Regions from separate parts of the Mus musculus genome. Here region 1 is linked to region 2. A link is a contact called in public promoter capture Hi-C data. All regions are on one chromosome and are shown on one strand. Each heading gives the region's core, a stretch centred on a gene start, on an enhancer-like site or on the middle of the called end of the contact. The rest is flanking DNA. Distances are from core to core; before and after follow the strand shown.

Region 1 (5,222 bases), core at 1,294-3,793, 150 kb before region 2:
AAGCAGGAAGGCTTCCGTTAGCAGTGGAGGAGGGTGAAGGGCCAGAGAACAGTAGTGCCTGGGGCCTGGGGGATGTGCAGAGAAGAAAGGCTACCATTTAAATTTTGAATCTTTAATTTTTTATTATTAAGAAAGTTGGTTATATTTTCTAGTTATATTTGTTATTCAACACAACATATGTATTTACTATTTTTAAAAATTGTTTTTAAGAAATTGTCTCGTAGCCCAGGCTGTCCTTAAAATTCCTATGTAGCCAAGGGTGACCTCAATCTTTGATCCACCAGCTTCCTCCTGAGGAGTACCAGGATTCAGGTGTTGTCACCGTGTGAAACTTCCGATTTTAAAATGTGATTGTCCCTCAGAAGGAATGGTTAAAAAAACTCATATTGTTCATATTAGTTTTCCATGTGTTACTTAGTACTGTTTTTATAGGGTTTTATGCTGGTACTTCTCTGCAGTCTCTGAACTTGGGTAATAGAGAAAGGAGGGTTTCCATGAATTCAAGGTCATACTGGGAAAATGTTCAAACAAACTTGCTAACTGCATAAAGAAAAACAAGGTATATTTTATGGATTGCAGCTAATTCAGTGCACAGTGTGGTTGCTTGTTTGTTTGTTTGTTTTTGCTTCTGACTGAATTCCTGATACTTTTATACATCATATGTGTACCCATGTAAATGAGGTAGTATTTTGTAAATCTACCTCCTCTGTGTCATGGTACAAATCAATTGTGAGATAAGGATGAAGAGTAGGTGCTCAGGGCTACTGAGGCTGGCTGCTGAGGTGGGATGCTGCGCCTGTGCCGTGCTTGTGCCCGACTGCTCTCAGGGATGTCAGACTCTGATGTTTTGAAATAATACAGTTTTTATCTTTGAACGGAGCTTGCTTCAGAGGCAAGTGCAGTGTCCCAGGGTGCTCCATTTGGTTATTTCAAGATGGATTATTGCTGTGTAGCCCTGCTGGCCTGGTACTGGCTGTTTAGCCATTGCTTGCTTCAATTCAAGGCAAGTCTGCCTCAGCCTTTCAAGCGCTAGTGTGATATGCTGGAACTGCAACTTGGGGCAGGAATTTGAATCTTAGGGGAAAAGGCTCAGAATCTTTTCTCTTTGTTCTTTATTTATGTGAAGAATATGCATCATGTTTAGAGGGTGTATAGTCACTCTCTGTCTGTCTCACTTTTTCCATGAATATCCATATAAATATTGGTCATTTTCTGGGTTTTCAATGAACTCTGTTGAGTGGGTACCATAGTCTAATCTTAATGTTAAACAGTGAGTGTGAGCTCTTAAACCATTTCTCTGGTCGCACAGTGTAGGGTGCTCTGAGATAATAAACTGAAGGAGTGAAGGAACGTGCCACGGTTTTTATTCATTTGATATTAACTTGTTTGTTTGTGTGGTCATGAATAGATCACTTACTTAAAAGTTTTTTACTAGCCGGGCATGGTGGCGCACACCTTTTATCCCAGCACTCTGGAGGCAGAGGCTGGCGGATCTCTGAGTTCGAGGCCAGCCTGGTCTACAGAGTGAGTTCCAAGACAGCCAGGGCTACACAGAGAAACCCTGTTCTCGTAAAACCGAAATAAATAAGTAAATAAACGTTTTTTATTAATGTTAAAATGTTGTTCAATTTTTTTTTTTAATTCAGTAGAATTTCTCCCATTTTCTCTTTTGTGTTCTTTTCTCCCTCTGTGTACTAGAGCCATGTAGCCATCCCAGCTCCTTGGTACAACCCCCTGGCAGCCTTATTTCTCCCTACTTCTCCTCACCCCTCATTCTAGCCACAAACTGCCCTTTTAGAGTAAATTATACTTACTGTACATACAAGCTTTGTAATAGTGACTTTCTTTTTAAATTTTACTCTTATAAATCAGGCTCCTAAATCCAAAATTCATTTTAGCTTCCAGGAAGTACTTGTATTACACATTAAAATAGCATACAGTACTTTAAGAGTAAGGAACAGGTGAGGATATTCTGAGAATCAGGAGAGAACAGCTAGAGAATTAACTGTTGTGCTATTGACACAAGTATAATGTGTTATGTATAAATATATGTTCAAAACAGTCACATGATGGCAGACCACCAATTCTCTTGGAGGTATACTTTTAATTCTCCTTGACACTGGAGAACACCAGATGGTGAGTTCTGGACCATTCTGTGTGCTGTAGCAGAACATCACTAATAACTGTCTCCACCTGAAAAACATGGATTGTTTTCCTCCTCTGTACCCGTAGTGGTTACTGTGGTACCAGGAAGCTTTCTTAGAAAAAGCAACCAATGCTTTTGCTAGATTTCTGTTGCAATGTTTTGTCATCTGCTGCCTTCCCAAGGAGCAACAATCACAGCAATAAGAACTGCAGTTGGGATCATCCTTGGAGATTCTGCCTCTGTTTAAGTCCGCGCAGTTGTTTGGTAAAGCGTGTCCAGCCTCCATGTCCAGAGCTAATTTTCTTTCCTTCCATCTCCTGCTGAGATCCCAGGCCTGTGCAGCCTGGTCTGCGGGTCAGAAGGCACTGTCTCACACCAGGGCGCTGCTGTTTCCTTTTCCTACTGAGTAGATTGCAGAATATACTGGAACATGCCTGAGAAAAGGTCAGAAAGAAGGCTGAGAGTCCAGGAACTGCAGCTGGGAAGCTTGTCATCCTCATCTGTGAGGGAAAGGAGGCGGGCTAGGGGCCTGAGGGAGGGAGAGCAGAGCTGGAGGGAGGGAGGGAGGGACAGACACTCCCTTTCTGACCAAAAGCAACCCATATACTAGAAATTCCAGTTTGTACTGAGCACTTAAAAAAAATAAATATACATATATATGTTTTAAAGGATTTTATTTGATTTTGATTAAATAATAGTTGAGATTTAGTTGAGAATGCTTTAATGTTAAATTAGACCACAAGCAAGAGCTAAGCATGCTTTCTAGCTTTGCAGAGCTCAGCTATCCAGTGATTGTTTTAGGACAAGCTACCATTGTATTCTTTTTAACAGAGTCAAGAAGTCAACTTTTCAACTCCAGAATTAACTTAAAACTCTTTGGTAAATTTTGCTGCTTTATACCCGCCAAGTCCAGGGCCGGATAGTAAAAGCAGACCGGCAGTTTTGCTTTTGTGTGGGACGGACTGTGCGCATGCGCAGAGGCTCTGAGCGCTTCTTACCCAGCTTTCCTCTGGGACTGGGTAGACAGGAGGACGCTTGTACGCTGTCCTCAGAATAGCGAGAGTGTTGGGAGGAGGATGGAGATGAGGAAATATTGGGAGAAAGGATGTTTCTATAGGGTTGGGAGTGCCAGGAACCCGCGAGTTTGGGTTTGAGGGGTACCCTTGTTATTTTAATTTCCAAATACAATTTCCATTACTTGCAGCCAGGAGCTTGATGGGGTGAGAAGCAGAGCCCCTCAACTGTGGCAGATCCCTTTAGTCTGTGGAGATTGATGAAAACGGACTGGACTGAGGCATCTGGTTTGCTGAGACATGGATGGTGTCTGTCATAAGCCCTTTTAAATAGCCTGCCTGATGCCTGATGTGGGTTAGGGCCCTATGTCTAAGGAGCACAGGAAAACCCAGAAAACTGCAGACCTCCTAACTATGCTGTCCCATGGGCACGCTAATTTGCTCTTGTAAAGGAATCTTAACATCTCTATGCCTGTTTGTCCTCGGATCCCCAGTGACCTCCTAAGAGGCTCACCGGACACCCCATTGTTCGTTGTCTGTGTTCTTTCTCACAGCCCTCTTTCTTAAGGAGTCTTTCTAAGGCTCCCACTCATGACCACGTGTATCTCACGCTTCTGCTAACCTGGCACGGGTTTTCGGCTGTCTCCCACTCTGAGTTCCCCCTTGCAGGAGATTCCAGAGCTGTGACTGCTGCACATCATGCTTGGTGGTTTTCTTTTCCTTACTTCATGGTGTGATTGGGCAGCAAAGAGGATCAGGAGGAGCGATGGCCTCATTCATTTGTTCATTCGTTTCCTCTCACGTGTCCTGAAGAAGTCCATGCACAGAGTATGCTGATAGTAGCTCTAGCGTTCAGCAGAATGTGAAGTGCTCAGCACTTTCGGGGTCTTGCTTCCCTTAGAAATGTCTCGTGCTTGGCAGTTTGCCTCGTTCACATGTTCTCACTTCCCTGCATCCAGAAGCTGGGAATCCAGTCCTGGCAGCTTCTGCACAGAGGCTAAAGATAAAGCAGAAAGGAGCCAAGCTTCCTCCCACATTACCTGGGAGTTGCTGTTGATGGCTTTTCCACAAATGTCCGGGTTTGTCAAAGCCCAGTAAATCTTGGAAAGTTTATTTTCCTTGTAGCATCTGTGTTTTATAATGGGTCTTTTAATTTGTTTTTACTCTGTCTGCAGGGATTTCTTTTGTCCGGAGTTTTCAGACTCTTGGCTTTTTTTCCTTTCCTGTGGAAGTGAGTCCGTTAATGATGACTGGTTTGGGAATATGACGCTCTGCAAACCTGACCTGGGATGCCGCTCCTCCGGAGCAGCCACAAAGCACGCTGGTGCTTCCCCTCTGTCCATTTTCATCCTCAACGTAATCCATTTGCCTGTGAGCTTTGTAGTATAAAATGTTTGAGGAAATGCTGTGTGGTTCCTAGCCCCCCTCACCTGCGTCTGTGGGACCTTGTGTCCGTATGAAGCATAAGCCACGTCTTTCTGTGCAAGTGGCAGGAGCCAAGAAAGACCATGTGAGGTGGTTTCCTTTCCAGAGATAGAAATTTGTTTCAGATACGCTTAGTAAGGCAGTGCTGGAATCCTGAAGCTCATGATTCTATTTCACTTTCCACTGTAAGATCAGTGACAGTAAACACAACTGAAAACAGGTCAAACCGAAGAATCAGAGCTTTCAGCATGATGAGTTTTTTTTTTTTTCCTTTCAATTCAGATTTTTAAATGATGTCCTGTTTTGCCATAGAATTTCTGCTTTAATTTGTCAAGAAACCATCTTATTGGAATTTGGTCTTTCCTCCCCCACCCCCAGTGAGATGCCCATCTATCGTGGAGACTGGTTTCCCTCTAAGGGATCAAAGCTCTGGTGGATTTGGATAAAGACCCGAAAGCCCGAAGGCTTATGCAAGTTTATCTATATAGCCTAACCCTGGAAAGCTGGATAGGAGTCTTAGAAGAGCTCATTTTCTCAGGAGATTTTTGGGACTTCCTCTGTCTGGTTGTGCCAGGAACCCTGTGAGAATATCCATTCTTTCTCACTGCATTTTTCACTTGCAGGTCTCGTGTCTGCCG
Region 2 (5,705 bases), core at 784-3,283:
TATTCTGCATTCATAACCTAGCTGTAGTACACAGTAGCAGTTCATGGGCAGACTGCTTTCACTGTAGAAAACAAATACACCGTTTTAAGAAGGTATTTTTTTGGAGGAAGAGAACTGAATGTTAGTCATCAAACCCCACTGCAGCAAGACTTTAGAGTGTATTCATTGGGCAGTTCTTTGTGGAGAAGAGGAGGCCCAGTGAGCTTTTGAACAGCTTACTGGTTCCACATTCCTAGAAAATCTGCAGAAGAACCGAGGGAAACCGCATGGCCTCTGTGGGGAAGTAGTAAGTATACACACTTAAAAGGTAGTTTGTAACTCCCAGCAACTCTAGCTCCATCTCTGCCAATGCTCTTCTTTTCACTGGTGGTTGTTCTTGCTTCCAGCTGGAACCCTCAGTCTTGTCCCTAGGACCCAAGGGCTAAGTAAGTGTCCCTCTGGAGAAGTCCCATCTTGGCTTCCCATAGGGGACAGCAGTGATGAGCCATGGCCACAGAAGCTCTAATGAGGCAGAGGGATGGAACCAGTAGACCATTAGGAGTAGGGGTTCAGGCTGTGCAGCCATGCCTAGCCCCCTTGGTTCCCAGCTGGGCTTTTGGCAGTCTGTCCCCGGCTGTTTAGCATGGTGACCCAAGCAGCCTGTGATTTACTAACTGTTTTACAAACATTTCCTCACCCTGGGAGGTTTGATGTGCTCCTAGCCCTCCTCAGCTCAGCTGAGCCTCCTCGGGAGCCAAACCTGCCTTTGTTTACAACTATAACGGAAATTTTCACAGAGGGGAAGAAGCGCTCCATGCTCTCCAGCATTTTATTTTTAAGTCAACACTTTCCTCAAGTTTATTTGCACTAAACCAAGCTCTCCTACAAGGTATCCCTCCATATTCAAATGGGAATTGCTGCAGCCTATAAATAGAAGGGAGGTCATGTGAACAGTTCAGAAGACTCAGATATCCCATGTTACGGGACCTTTACATATAGTGCAGGATTTTTCAAAAATAATATTCCATGTTTGGATTTGTCCCTTTTTCCCACACGTATCAGACCAAGCATTATGTGAAAAACTTGAATTTGGGAAACTTGAAGTGGAATCTTTCAAACCCAAAATACCCATGTTAAAAATAACAAGATTGGTTGCTGTGACTTTCTTAAAAGCAGGATTTATAGCTGTTTCATTAAATATTTCTAGAATATAATTGCTTTGAAAACACAGTGGCTTGTTTCCTCCCTTCAGGTCTACTTCCCACCATATCAGTTCGTCTTTTCGTCAGCTGAGCGTGGAAACTAGTAAATTTTTTAAATTTGAAAAAAAAAGTCAGGCTGATAGAAGAGAGTATTAGGAATGCTGAGTCCCTCTGAAATCAAGGCCCAAGCCTGAAAGGAGGGAGTGGGCACTGAGACATAGACTGCCAGCCACCTGCCTCAGCTCTTCAGGCCACTGTTCCAAAAGCAACAGCTACACCTGGCTTTCTCTTCAATTCACAAAACTTGGAAATATGAAAAGACGTGTGATGTTTTTCTCTTTTCTGCCTTAAAGGGGGGGGGGAGGGGCAAGCAACAAAACAAACAGCAAATTCTCTCTTCCCGCCTTCCCAAGGCAGAGCAGTGTTGCCTAAGAGCCATGCAGCCAGAGGGGAAAAGTGGTTTAGGAAGGAAGGAAAATTTGTTTTATTTCAACAAATCCAGCTGGTCTTCTGGTGGGCCCCACACAGTGAGCAGCTATAGAACTGTCCATTGGCCAACAAGACCACGAGAGAGAGAGAGAGAGAGAGAGAGAGAGAGAGAGAGAGAGAGAGAGAGAGAGAACGTTCTGGAGAAGGCCAGTAGAGGGAAGTGGCAGACAAACACCATAGGTGATCCTGTGTGATCCTCAGGAACTGGTGCCGTGGCCGAAACAGCTCCCCAGCAGGAACGTTGATGACCTTGACATACGGGGAACAAATTGCTGTTGGTGATTACTCCCACATGCTGTCAGGCCTGCCCCGCTTTGGGCCCAGTGAGAGCCAGGCTATGCCTCTTTCCTGTTCTTAAGCCCTTGGCAAGCAGGCACAGCCTGCTCTGCCCAGTATTAAAGTGGGAAATGGAAAGTTGCTAGTGCTCTACGCTCACCTCTTCTTAGCCCATAGCTGAGTAGGTTCATGGTCCCTGAGCCCTCAGTCTGTGCTCATATTCGGGAGCAGAGGATCAAAGGAGAAAGGAGTTATTCTCCCAAAGCTCCTGGCAATCTCTCCCCAGCAGACCAATAGAATTTGGACTTCTTCCCCACTGAAGAGTCAATTGAGATGTGCACCTAGTACAATCCTAACTTCTGGCTCCCTTTAGCTTCTGTAGGATGTGTTCCTGCATTTGTGTAGTTCATTCTTTCTAGCACTCCTAATGGTAGGCACTTCCTAAATGTGTCAGATGACCAGGTGACTAAACAGGTGAGTCCTGTGTAGATCAAGATGCCATCTCAGCCAGACTCCAAATAATTACAACAGAGTCGCTGCTTCTAAAACAGGACCCCAAACTGTTCAATGCACAAAGAGTTCGGTCCTGCTTCCTTCCCTATCCTCGCCCTGTTGTATCAGTGGTTCTGTCTCCTGTGTTCCTCATCCCTGCTCTTCAGTGCACATGTCTGCTCTGCTCATCAGCAGTAATGGGTAACGCACAGGCACAGGCGTGTCCAGTCATCGACTGCTCACCATAGCACTTAGTGTAGTAGTCATTGTTACTGTTCTGACAGATGGGAGCCAATTCAAGATTATGAATATGGGCAACACAACCCTTAGTCTTGTTCCCGGTTGCTAGCCCAGGAGCACCCACAGTCCTCTGTCCTATAGAGTGCTGTTCATCCTTGTGCTTCATAAACACAATTACAGTGACCACCCTCAGGAATATTTCCTTGTGGCTTTTTCTTTCTTTTTTAAAAGGATTTATTTATTATTGTACATGAGTACACTGTAGCTGATTTCAGACGCACCAGAGGAGGGCGTAAGATCTCATTACAGGTGGTTGTGAGCCACCATGTGGTTGCTGGGGTTTGAACTCGGAACCTTTGGAAGCCCACTGAGTTCTCTCTGCAGACACATGGCACACATCCGACGGAAGTGCTCCAGGAGCAGCTTTGTTGCTACAGACAAAATGCTAAAAGAAACAGAAAGAAAGAAACAGCAGAGAACAACCACATGGCATCTCCCATGGACCCCCGGGTCGATCCTTTAGATGTTTAATGTGTATTCTCAACAAGGGATACCCCGAGTAATACCTCACCTTCCAGACTGCACCCGTGTTAAACATGTGGGCTCCTGTTCCATCCCTCCGAAACCAGCAGCTGCTCCCAGCTTGCCAACCCCAAGTAAACATCGCCTGTGTAGAAGGGTGAGTCTGGGGAGGTTAAGTAAAAACCCAAAAGCTGTTTGAGGAAGAAGCAGGAAAAAAAAAATGTAACAACAACAAAAGGCCACCCCGAAACAACAACTAGTGAAGAAAAAGAAAATTCCATTCTGATAAGCATGTTTTCCTGCCTTGCTTATGTTGTGCTGTGGAGTACAGATGGCCCAAGAGTGACATCAATTTTAAAAGGTTTGGAGGCGACCTTGTCTCCTTACTGTGTACTGAAAAACCATGCGATTGTCTCAGTTACGGTGATTATTTAATAGAATGTAATTATCTGAATAATTCATTTATTTGACTACTCGTCTGTGTCCTCCAGTCACAGAGGCCAGAATGCCAAAGATCAAGTAGACTGGGAAAATGGGAAAATTCTCATTATAAAGACGAAGGGTGGAGGGAAAGGATGGAATAGTTGGAATTTCAACGCAGTGGTTTCTATTTATCTGAAATGTCAAGGGCAGTGTAAAATGTATTTTTAAAATGTGTTGCTGTATGGTTTGTGCCCATTCTTGGCGTGGCTATGGCTCTACAGAGGCCATTGTTCCTTGAGGAATATGAGGGGGTGTCTTTGTCCAAAGTGACAAAGAGAGGGCTGAGAAGACTGGGCCTCCTTTGTTCCTGTGCGGTGCTGTAAAAGTTGGTTTGAAATTAGGACCTCAGGGAAGGACCTTCAATAGAGAGCTTTCATTTCCTGCCAGCATTTTAATCACTGTGGGGTTTAAAGTGGATGGCCAGCCAGCATAATGGCCCTATGTTTAATAGAACAGCTTGTATTTTGAAGGCCAGTGAAGGGGTCTGTCATCCGCCCAATATTCATCTTCTGTTTCCTGTCCATTTACGAAGACCGCCCACCCTTTTAGGTGGCTCCCTTGCACCATTTTGTAGTGGAACTACTGCGGTTCCTTCTTAAAGAGGCTGAGCTGGGGTGAAAGCAATGCAGCCTGCATTTGAGGCAGGATGGGTGCTAATGAGACCCAGGGTTGGTAGCTGTCCCTGTCAGTTTCAAGAAGAAAGAGTCAGATTTTGCCAAAATATAGAATAGTAGAAAGGCTAAACTGTAACCCTGTCTCATCAGAACTATCAGCACCCATTGATTCAGTAGGTGTAAAATCATTGCTACGGGGGAAGGAAATGTCCAGGAAGAGGAGGGGTCCCTTTGTGCAAGGGCATGTGCAGTGTCTCTCTTATGGTGGCTTGTTGATTCTCGAAGTGTCCCTCAGGGAGCCATATAGAAATGTTCCCTCAGAGTGTGTTCAGTTATATTCAGTACTCTTTAAAGAGTGAATGCTGGGGATAAGCTTTGAAAAAAAGAGCTAGCATTAGAAAGGCAACACTTATAAATATGTACAATATCATGAACCTATAACCTAGCTAGTAGAGAGGGGAAGGCAGGAGTATTATAAGTTCAGAGACAGCCTAAGCTACAAAAGAAGACCTATTCTCAAGAGAAAAAAAGCCAAGAGGTAATAGTGCATCGCCCAGCATTCAGGAGGCATAGGAAGGTAAATGGCCAAGTTTGAGACCAGCCCAGTCTATAGAGTGAGTTCACTGTGTTCACAGAGAAACCTTGTGTCAGAGAGAGAGAGAGGGAGAGGGAGAGGGAGAGGGAGAGGGAGAGGGAGAGGGAGAGGGAGAGGGGGGAGAGAGGGAGGAAGGGAGGGAGGGAGGGAGGGAGGGAGGGAGGGAGGGAGGGAGGGAGGGAGGGAGGGAAGGAGGGATGGGTTAGTTGGGTAGAAGCACATGCCGCCATGCCTGGTGAGCTCAATTTGATATCTGGGACTCCTGCAAGTTGTCCTCTGACCTCAACTGTAACACTGCTGTGGTGTGTGTGCATGCATCTGTACGTACATATATACATGCAGTGTAGTAGAAAATTAAAAGAGGAAAAATCTGAATGTCTTCATGCCTTGTGGCCAAGAGTCAGATAAGCAAAAGCCTCAAAGCCACTAAATCAGGGTGTTGAACACTAACTAGTCACTGAACGTTCTCCCCGGCCAGCAGCTGCTGTTAAAGAGGATCATAAGGTGTTTTTCTAGCTGAGTAATTACATACTGACTGCCTGGAGCCAAAGGACCTTCTCAGCTCCTAGTGCCCCAAGCCATCCCTCATCCAGAAGTACTGAGGGACATGGAGACTCCACTTTCCAGGACTTCCTTCTTTCCTGGTCAAGACGGGTTCCTCACAGGTGGATGAAGTGGTGTGCAGCCCTCATTCCTCAAAACCAAAAGGATTTTCTCACTGCCTATCATGGGTCATCGGCTCCCTGCCTTCAGGCCTCCTTACCCTGAAGGAGAGAGGGCGAGGGTCAGTGAGGAGACCTTCTCTGTCCTCAG

Evidence for each region. Promoter capture Hi-C pulls out the DNA fragments that hold promoters and counts their contacts.
Region 1: a contact with region 2 is called in a promoter capture Hi-C map of frontonasal cranial neural crest. The contact joins two enhancer-like sites. A contact is called at or near these places in 7 of 39 promoter capture datasets (the 3T3-L1 cell line, the C10 cell line, cranial neural crest and 4 more), 4 of 484 Hi-C or Micro-C datasets (the N1E-115 cell line, embryonic stem cells and reprogramming fibroblasts), 6 of 115 datasets of contacts at active chromatin or transcription factors (bone marrow-derived macrophages, craniofacial prominence, embryonic limb bud and 1 more) and 3 of 9 other capture datasets (adipose tissue, embryonic stem cells and pancreatic islet).

What each region holds. Positions count from the first base shown.
Region 1 is chr11:85,521,253-85,526,474 of GRCm38.p6, forward strand. All of the region lies in intron 15 of Bcas3 (breast carcinoma amplified sequence 3), which reads left to right. Among named protein-coding and RNA genes, the nearest start is that of Bcas3, 170 kb to the left of the region's middle. Within about 2 kb of position 2,544, at least 74 of the 459 cell types and tissues checked have an H3K27ac peak or open chromatin away from gene starts, as enhancers often do.
Region 2 is chr11:85,674,823-85,680,527 of GRCm38.p6, forward strand. All of the region lies in intron 22 of Bcas3 (breast carcinoma amplified sequence 3), which reads left to right. Among named protein-coding and RNA genes, the nearest start is that of Bcas3os1, 42 kb to the right of the region's middle. Within about 2 kb of position 2,034, at least 20 of the 459 cell types and tissues checked have an H3K27ac peak or open chromatin away from gene starts, as enhancers often do.